Regions from separate parts of the Mus musculus genome. Here all the other regions are linked to region 2. The links are chromatin contacts, called in public ChIA-PET maps. All regions are on one chromosome and are shown on one strand. Each heading gives the region's core, a stretch centred on a gene start, on an enhancer-like site or on the middle of the called end of the contact. The rest is flanking DNA. Distances are from core to core; before and after follow the strand shown. Region 1 has its middle 20 kb from the start of Nr4a1. Region 2 has its middle 14 kb from the start of Slc4a8. Region 3 has its middle 15 kb from the start of Tmprss12.

Evidence for each region. ChIA-PET counts read pairs in DNA pulled down with a chosen protein or histone mark.
Region 1: an RNA polymerase II ChIA-PET map of memory CD8 T cells shows a contact between it and region 2, with 47 read pairs. The contact joins two enhancer-like sites. A contact is called at or near these places in 9 of 39 promoter capture datasets (the 3T3-L1 cell line, the C10 cell line, the SN4741 cell line and 5 more), 9 of 484 Hi-C or Micro-C datasets (B cells, CD4 T cells, CD8 T cells and 5 more) and 7 of 115 datasets of contacts at active chromatin or transcription factors (Th17 cells, embryonic midbrain, embryonic stem cells and 4 more).
Region 3: a contact with region 2 is called in an RNA polymerase II ChIA-PET map of memory CD8 T cells, with 8 read pairs. The contact joins two enhancer-like sites. A contact is called at or near these places in 1 of 484 Hi-C or Micro-C datasets (cortical neurons) and 2 of 115 datasets of contacts at active chromatin or transcription factors (bone marrow-derived macrophages and memory CD8 T cells).

Annotation. Positions count from the first base shown.
Region 1 is chr15:101,245,211-101,248,042 of GRCm38.p6, forward strand. No RefSeq gene overlaps it. Among named protein-coding and RNA genes, the nearest start is that of Nr4a1, 20 kb to the right of the region's middle. Within about 2 kb of position 1,306, at least 406 of the 459 cell types and tissues checked have an H3K27ac peak or open chromatin away from gene starts, as enhancers often do. A contact at or near this core is called in CD8 T cells, the N1E-115 cell line, Th17 cells and 3 more, where this site is marked.
Region 2 is chr15:100,746,174-100,749,019 of GRCm38.p6, forward strand. No RefSeq gene overlaps it. Among named protein-coding and RNA genes, the nearest start is that of Slc4a8, 14 kb to the right of the region's middle. Within about 2 kb of position 1,543, at least 111 of the 459 cell types and tissues checked have an H3K27ac peak or open chromatin away from gene starts, as enhancers often do. A contact at or near this core is called in CD8 T cells, the N1E-115 cell line, Th17 cells and 3 more, where this site is marked.
Region 3 is chr15:100,264,210-100,267,229 of GRCm38.p6, forward strand. No RefSeq gene overlaps it. Among named protein-coding and RNA genes, the nearest start is that of Tmprss12, 15 kb to the right of the region's middle. Within about 2 kb of position 1,627, at least 8 of the 459 cell types and tissues checked have an H3K27ac peak or open chromatin away from gene starts, as enhancers often do. A contact at or near this core is called in memory CD8 T cells, where this site is marked.

The sequences.
Region 1 (2,832 bases), core at 56-2,555, 500 kb after region 2:
GTGGATTTCTGAGTTCGAGGCCAGCCTGGTCTACAAAGTGAGTTCCAGGACAGCCAGGGCTACACAGAGAAACCCTGCCTCAAAAAAATTAAAAAAAAAAAGAAAAAGTCTTACTTTATAGCTCAGGCTGGCCTCAAATTCAAGATTCTCTTAATCCTAGCCTCTTGAGTGCTGGGATTATAAATACAAGACACCATACCTGGCTCTGCTCTACACTGTAAAGCTCTGCACTAGGGATAGTGTTTAGTGTGGTGAATGTTATGTGTGTTATTATAACGCTGAATTATTTAGGCAATAGTGACAAGAACAAAACCTAGATAAGTCCAGTGCAGATGTAGTTTTGTCTTGTTTTCCTGAAACATTAGAACCCACCCCTGAAAATGACATTTATTTCTGGAGAAGCCTGGTCAAGACACCAAAAGCTCCCTGAGCTCTGACTACCTCCTGGGTAGCTTGGTTCTCCCTGGCACCTTCTCCTGGGGTTTGACCTGAGCCATCTGGGAAGCATGGTTCAGCAACCTCTCTATCTTTTTTTTTTTTTTTCTTTCTCCCCTCCTACCTCCAAGTGGTCTTATTTTTTGTTATACTTTAAAAAACAAACAAACAAACAAACCCCAAACAAACAAATCCAAACCTTAAACATCTACTTATTTTATGTCTGTAAATTTTTGCCTCTGTGTATGTATGTGCACCCCGTGCATGCCGGGTACCCACTGAGGTTAGAAGAGGGCGTTGGAACCCCTAGACTGGAGTTAATGACGGTCGTGAGGACCCAAATCTGGGTCCTCTTAGAGCAGCTGGAGCTCTGGACAGCCGAACCATTTCTGCAGCCCTTCTGTTTTGCTTTTATTCGGGGCAGGGCTTCTTGTAGCTCAGGCTGGCCAACTCCCAAATGCTGAGATTACAGGCCTGGGCTACCACGCCCAGCAATTAACTTCATTTTTGCACCATTGCTTGTGTGGGTCTAACGGAAAAGGGCCTAAGAATTGAGGACATTCACCTTTAATCGCACTCCGTGCCCCTCGGGACTGTCTGGAACAGATTTGGATGCCAAGTCTCCAAGCCAGCCGCGCTACGAGTTTCCACACACCCCCACCCACCTCCTGCCTGGGCCAGGCCACCCCCACCCGGGCAATGACGTCTATTTGCATGCACCAGCGCCAAAGGAAGCGTTGGCTCAACGACGATTTGCATGCTCTCACGCTATTGGCTGCGAGGGCGGCGCCGCAGCCAATGGCTGCAGCGGTGTTTACAGCGCGGCTTGGGTGATGTAATGGAATCCTGGCTAGCCCGCCGAGCTCCCTGCGGACTGCGCGGTGACGTAGCGGCTTCCCCGACCGCACCCGGCGTGCAGGGCCTGGCGCGGGCAGTAGGGGCATGGCTCGCCCGAGGCTCGGTGCTGCCCCGCCGCCCGCCGCGTTCCTTCCGGCTTGGTGTTCCGGTGGCGGGACCAGGGAAGGGAAGCTCGGGCCAAATCCGGTCTCGGGCGAGGTGACAGAAATTTGGAATCTGACACCGGAGGATGGCTGAGCTCCGGCTCCTCTGGGAGTGCAATTACGGACTTCGCACTTTGTCAGCCACGCAGCTCTACAGCCTTTGCTGTTGTCTGCGGGTGTCTGTGTGTGTGTGGGGAGGGGGGGGGGCGGGGCGGTGAGAGTGATTTTGTAACTCTAAAGTTACAGAGGGTTTTGTTGTGTTTTTAATCAAGAGCCCTGGTTTTGATTTGTGGGTAATCTTTCTTTAAACCTCGCCCATTTCCGGCCTGGTGACCTGGGCCACTTTCTCATGTTGACCCAGATGATCCTCAGTAGCAAGAACAAAAGGACAACAGATGTGGAAACACTCAATGAAGCACAGGAAGGGAAGATGGCCTCTCCACCTCCAATCCAGTGGCCTTCTAGAACTCTGCAGTCCTTGCAATAGTCTTGGGTGACCCCATTTATTTTTTTTTATTTTTTGCCTTTGAGTGTATGCTTAAATGTGGGGAATGGCGGGGGGACCCCAGCCAAGTAGTTATTGATCCTGAGGCTGAGGAAGGGACCTATGAAGGGAATCCCCTTTGCAGTCCCAGGCAGGGGAGTCCCTCTGGGCCCAGTGGGTTAGTTAACCCCTCCACATCCTCTAACCCAGGCAGGGAGGATGTGAGGTAACATACTGGCTCCTCAACTATAAGCAGCTGAATCCAGGTCACCAAGTATGCTAGATGGCCTTGGGCCTTGTGGCTCAAGGTGGCTTACTGTTTTTCACCCTTGGGACTTCCATCTTGTCCCTGTCTCATACCCTTGAAATTCCGGACAGCCTAACCTCCATGGGGTGTTCTTTCCATTTCTAGGCCTTTTTCCACACTATACCCCACATTCTTTTTCTCTAGGGTGGCCCCTCTTCCCTCATATATCCTTCCTTACTCTTAATCTGTCTTGACTGTGTAGATATCCCCTCATAGTAAAACTAGCTGCTGGGCTTTTTGTCTCCGTGTCTTTTTTTTTTTTAAGACTTATTTATTTATTTATTTATTTTTTTGTATATGAGTACACTGTAGCTCTTTTCAGACACACCAGAAGGGGGCATCAGATCCCATTACAGATAGTTGTGAGCTACCATGTGGTTGCTGGGAATTAAACTCAGGACCTCAGGAAGAGCAGTCAGTGCTCTTAACCGCTGAGCCATCTCTCCAGCTCTTGTCTCCCTGTCTTAGGAACCCTCCAGGGTGTGGGCTAGTACCAATGAGGACTGCATCCCTAACTGCTCCTAGAAGCCCAGCCTTACAAAGGACTGAGTGGTTTACCTTCCCTCTCCACTCTCCTGTCTGCAGGAGGAACTGGGAAGTGGTCC
Region 2 (2,846 bases), core at 293-2,792:
TCTCTGATAGAGTTGAAGACTAGATAGTAACATCTCACAGTTAAGCCTAAGTTGTTTAGGAGTTAAGAAAATGTTTTAGGGCCTAAAAAGATGTTTTAAAGGTGTTAAATGCAAGACAGTGATTTACGTGCAAAACTTTGGGCTCACCGGGAAAGGACTGATAGTGGAGTGCCTTCTCCAAGGTTACCAAATACATATGAACAGGAGATTGTAAATATAATTCTTACTTGACAGTTCTCATAATTTGTTTATATTAATAGTCTATTAATATTAGAGAAAATGTCATTTTTTAAGATTAAAATGGGGAAAGGCAGTGAGAATTTTGGTTTCTTTAAAAACTCAGTTATGTTGTGTGAGTATGTTTTTGTTTTACTCTCAGGTGTGGGATAAGAGGCTGCTTCGCAGCAGGTGATTGTCATTTGCGTCATGCACTGGCGGGGCATACACTAGCTTCAGCTAGTTTAACTCTGGGGACTCTGGAGAGGCTATAAATGGGAGACCTGAGAGGCCCTGTGGCAGCAGCTGCTGCCCCTGCTGCTGCATTTGCTGTGGTGTTTGCTGTTGCTGGATTGCGGTACTGCTGGATATTTTGACGATGAAGATTGGATTTGCCCCCAGGGAACCCAACACCCTTAATAAACAGGACGTAGTCTAAAGAGGTCTACCCTCCCTTTCCCCTCTAACTTTCTTTCTTTCCTACTTGGTGTTGTAAGGGATTAGGGTGGAATAAACTTTGGAAGGGAATCAGAGATAAAAGGACACAATAGTATTTAAAACAAAACAAAACAAAAAAACAAAAACAAAGCAAAAAAAAAAAAAAAAACCCAGCCAACAGTCCACTTTGATTTTTGAGACAGGGTTTCTCACTAGCTTGGAACATACCAAGAACACTAGAGAACTTGTCTGCCTCCTGAGCTCCTGCTACCAGTGTGGCTCCTCCCACTCCTCCAGCCTTCAGGGTTCTGGGTTATCTAACTCAGCCGCTTATCATTGCAGGGCAAATACTTTAACCACTGAGCCGCCCTCAGGGTCTGACCTAACCCCCACCCCACCCCACCCCACCCCAGTCCCGGCTAGTCCCACCCCCGTCCCGGCTAGTCCCACCCCAGTCCCGGCTAGTCCCACCCCCGTCCCGGCTAGTCCCACCCCCGTCCCGGCTAGTCCCACCCCCCGTCCCGGCTAGTCCCACCCCCGTCCCGGCTAGTCCCACCCCCGTCCCGGCTCGTCCCTTTCAGAAAGAGTGCTTAAGCCGATGTGTGGATGTATTTTTCTCTATTCCCCGCCCCCCAACCCCCAATGGATTAAGTTCTTATACTGAGATCTTTGATCCATTTGGGGTGATTTCTGTACAGTATGAGGGGACTGTTTTCAGTCTTCTCTGTGTGGATATCCAGTTTTTTCTGGTGTTATTTGTTTTGAAGTTGTCTTTTATCTGAGTGTTTTATGGCTTGTTTGTCATACTAACGGCTGCTACAGCAGCACCCCTGCGAACACTGCCTGCCTGTCTGTTTTGGCTCCCGTATCAAGCTGTTTTTGTTACTTTGTAGTAGAACATGACCATACTTCCAGAGTCAGCCTTTTCATCGGACATTCGTCTATGGTGTCTATTTGTCTTTGGTGCTTGTTATCATTCCTTCTAGTCTCCGCCCCACAGTTACCTGGCAACAGCTCAATATAAATGGGGCTGCTTGCCCCTTCCTAGCTCTCTTACTCTCTGCCCCTTCTCTCCCTGCCGCTCTCCCTCTCTCCCCACCCTCCTCCTCCCTCTCTCCACGTCTTCCTGGCCAGTTCCACCCCCCCTCCCGCCTTTCTCTATCTCCCCTCCCTCCTCAACTCCCCTTCCCATGCCCTAAATAAACTCTGTTCCATACTATATCTGTTTATATATCTGGTACCTCAGGGGGAAGGGATGTCTTAGCATGGGCCGCAAAGGCGCCCTCTTCCACCTCACCATACCCAGCTCTAGCAAACATATCCTGGCGCTCTCTCTCGCTCTCTCTCTCTCTCTCTCTCTCTCTCATAAAACACAACATTGCTTATGCATTTTAGAATCTTTTTTCTATTTCTCAGAAGATTGGCACTGGCATTTTGATGAGAATTCCATTGAATGGTTGAAATTTGTTTGTTTCTAGCACTTCGAACTAAAAGAGTCTGACCAAAAATAACAATAACACCTATACTAACATTGCTCTTGAGAAGTCGATTACAAACAGTAAAGAGAGCCATGTACACTCAAGTTCAGGCCCAGAAGAGAGAAAGCAGGCAGAAGCGTCTTTGAAATGTGTCAGGAATGATTGATGTTTCCAGGGGCGTAGGAAAGGATCTTGGGAGCTGAGTGGTGACTACTGGACCAGTGTGGAAATGTTGCCAGGATGACCTGCTGTCCTAGGCTGTGAACCAAGCAAATTCCCAGGTAAGTCTTAATGATAGTTGGAAGTCCAGAGAGCTGGAGGCTTTTCTGCTGTGATCGGAGATGGTCTTCAAAACAGAAAGCAAGAGGTTGAGCTAGGACATCAAGAGTCTGCCTACTATAAGAGGCTGGGCCAGGACATCCAAGAGTCTGCCTACTGTAAGAGGCTGAGCCAGGACATTCAAGAGGCTGCCTACTGTAAGAGGTTGAGCCAGGACATTCAAGAGGCTGCCTAAGTCCCTGGGGGGTGGAGGATGGAGGTGCCCCTGCAAATGGCTGACAGCTAAATGATCCAACAGTGTCAAGAAGAAAATCTAGTTCAGCACAGCCTAGAATGGCCTGGGCTGGTTCAAAGCCCCAGAGTCTGACCCTGAGCGGTTTATTTTTGACATACTTCGAGAAAAGTTTCCTCCTGACAGTTATCACAGCAAAGCCT
Region 3 (3,020 bases), core at 377-2,876, 480 kb before region 2:
GAAAAAACACAAACCGAGCCCCTTCCCCAGATTAGAACCGGATCTGGACCCTTCTATTCGCTAGTCAGTGGGTCCTTTCATTTTACCAATGCATAACAATTAGAAGTAACTAGATGCCAGTGGCGATCCACTGCAGACTGACCTTTAATATTGGTTGCAAAATATTTAGAACAAATAAGGTAAAGGCAAGATGAGCCTTTGGTGACCTTGGGGGATGTGCTCTGAATTAACTTTGCTAGGTAATTTAGAATATAGGAGTCTCTAACATTGGACTGAATATTAGACCAGTCTAAGATTGAGTTAGAATGACTGGTCACACTGAAGAAAAGAGAAAATCATTATGACTCTATTAAATGACTAATTTTACCAAGTCAGTATGCACAGTCTCTGATGAACTATTGCCATAAAGTTAAAAGGCTAGAAGCTAGTCTAAACTGGAAAAATGACAAGCAAGGATGGATCTAAAACATGAATTTAATTTAGTTTTTTAGTCATTACAATCAGGACACTGAGTCAACTTACCTGCCAGCTCGTCACACGAATTAATATGTTTCTGCAGCGTTCTGTGTAGAAAACCTGTTTTTCCCTTTCCTAATAAGATAGCTGTTTTAGGATCAATCTATAAGCCAAAAAGTAGATCCCTTTAAGATACTATAAAGCATTTATTAAATTCTTTGCCATTTAAATATTAAATTTTGAAAATAAAGGTAAGATTTAAATAGTGTGCATGGGAATGCACTAAATAGTATGTACGGGGATACAATTTTTCTCTAGCAGAGCACAAGCTGACCTGTGAGCCATGGCTTCTGCTGAACTTCTCTGACTGTGAAAGGAGTTCCTCAGACAGAGGTAATGCTGATGGCATAGCAAGCAGGCCTGCCTTGAGTTCTCCCTTCGATAGACTTGGGATCTGGAATTGCAAGAGGAAATAAACCCTTTCTCCTGCTATGTTGCTTTTAGTCAGGGCATCTGCCACAGCAACAGAAATGAGATGAGGATTGGCTTAGAGCTCTGGACCCTAAGGACTAAGGGCTTGTGGCTTTTTTTTTTTTTTTAAAGATTAATTATTTACTGTATGTAAGTACATTGTAGCCCTCTTTGGACACTCCAGAAGAGGGCATCAGATCTCATTATGGATGGTTGTGAACCACCATGTGGTTGCTGGGATTTGAACTCAGGACCTTCTGGAAGAGCAGTCAGTGCTCTTACCCACTGAGCCATCTCTTCAGCCCGCAATGTCTTGACCTCTACAATTACATGGGCCAATTCCCATCCTGGCCTCTTTTGCTCCCCTTCTCCTCCCCTGCTTCTTTTTGGCTGGAGATCCCTGACTAATGTTGGTCTTCAGGCCTTACTCTGTGGAAAACAAGAGCTCTCAAGCTGTGCCTTGCTCTGAGTGACTCCATTTTATAAAACAATGTTTGGCAGAATGGCTCCACATCTTGTTTGCACATATAAACAAATTTCATCTATCCAGCGCAAACCATGGCACTGGCTGACAAGCAAGGTGTTGCCACCTACAAACTCAGCAAATTGAGACAGGAACTAACAGATACGTAAGCAGATGAAAACCACAGCAGAAAAGCGAGGGCTGGGAACTCATCAGACACAGGAGACCACAGAGCAGGCAGAGGGAGGCCCTCAGATGGATCCTATAAGAGAAGAGCCATTCTCACTGGACAGGGCCACAGCTACTGACAGTCCTCAAGAATCTGCAAGCTTAGCCATAACTGTCAACTCCTAACTGTCCCTGTGGCTTCAGCTTCTCTCTCTCTCTCCCTCTCTCTGTTACACACACACACACACACACACACACACACACACACACACACACACGAGAGAGAGAGAGAGAGAGAGAGAGAGAGAGAGAGAGAGAGAGAGAGCATTCGTGCATGCACATGCTCTCTTGACACAGCCCTCTCAGATACTTATGTCCTGACTCAGCTCTGTGCTCCCTCCAATAGAACAGATACAAAAATACCTCCTTTTTTTTACTTGGTGCACTCAGAAAATGAATACAGTTCAAAAACACAGAAAAGTGAATGGCATGTTGTGCTGTCCAATAGAAGTCTATGAAGAGAACTGTATTTATATTCAGCTGATGTAAGTCAATAATAGATTCTATTACTTCCCCTCTTAGCACAGGCTGGCCTGCAGTATGTAGCAAGGCCAACTGTCTCAGGGTTTGTACTGTTGAGGTAAAACACTGTCACCAAAAGCAACTGAGGAGAGGCTTTATTTCAGCTTATTTTCAGACTCTCAGGTCACAATCTATCACTGAGGGAAGTCAGGACAGGAACTAATGCAGACAGCATGGAAGGGCGCTGCTTCCTGGCTTGCTCTCTCCATGTCTTGCTCAGCCTGTTTTCTTACAGAATCCAGAACCACCTGCCCAGGATGGGCCACCTACCACACTGGACTGGGCCCTCTGCTTCCAACCATTAGTCAAGAAAATGTTCCAGCTGTTTGCCACTCAACAATGTGGTGGATTCTTTATTGGAGACACCGATGAGCAGTAGGCCTGTGGCACACCTTTCCTAGAAGCCGAGTTCCTCTTCCCTGGGTACTTTTAGTTTTTCTTACAGCTGAAAAGTTGTATGTGCTAATGACTGAGCCTGTGTATGTGGGAGGAAGGGGGTGGGTCTCAAGCACCAGCAGGATGCTGGCTTTGGTGAAGGGGCCATGCTAGATGCTGGCTTTGGTGAAGGGGCCATGCTAGATGGGGAGACTATAACTCTTTGAAGTATGAAGTGTTTGGGGAAGAGAGGGCAGGAGTGAAAGCCAGCCATGGTAGCTCAGGCCTTTAATCCCAGCATTCCAGAGGCAGACACAAGTGGATCTCTGTGAGTGCAGGGCTAGCCTGGTCAACAGAGAGAGACCCAGAAAAGCCAGTGCCTACATAGTAAGGCACTGTCTCAAAAAAACAAAACCAAAAACAGAAACTGCACGGTTTGAAGCCAAGTTAGCCAGTTTTGTTTAGGCCACCTCCTGGTTCCACAGGATCATTGAATAAAGCTCCA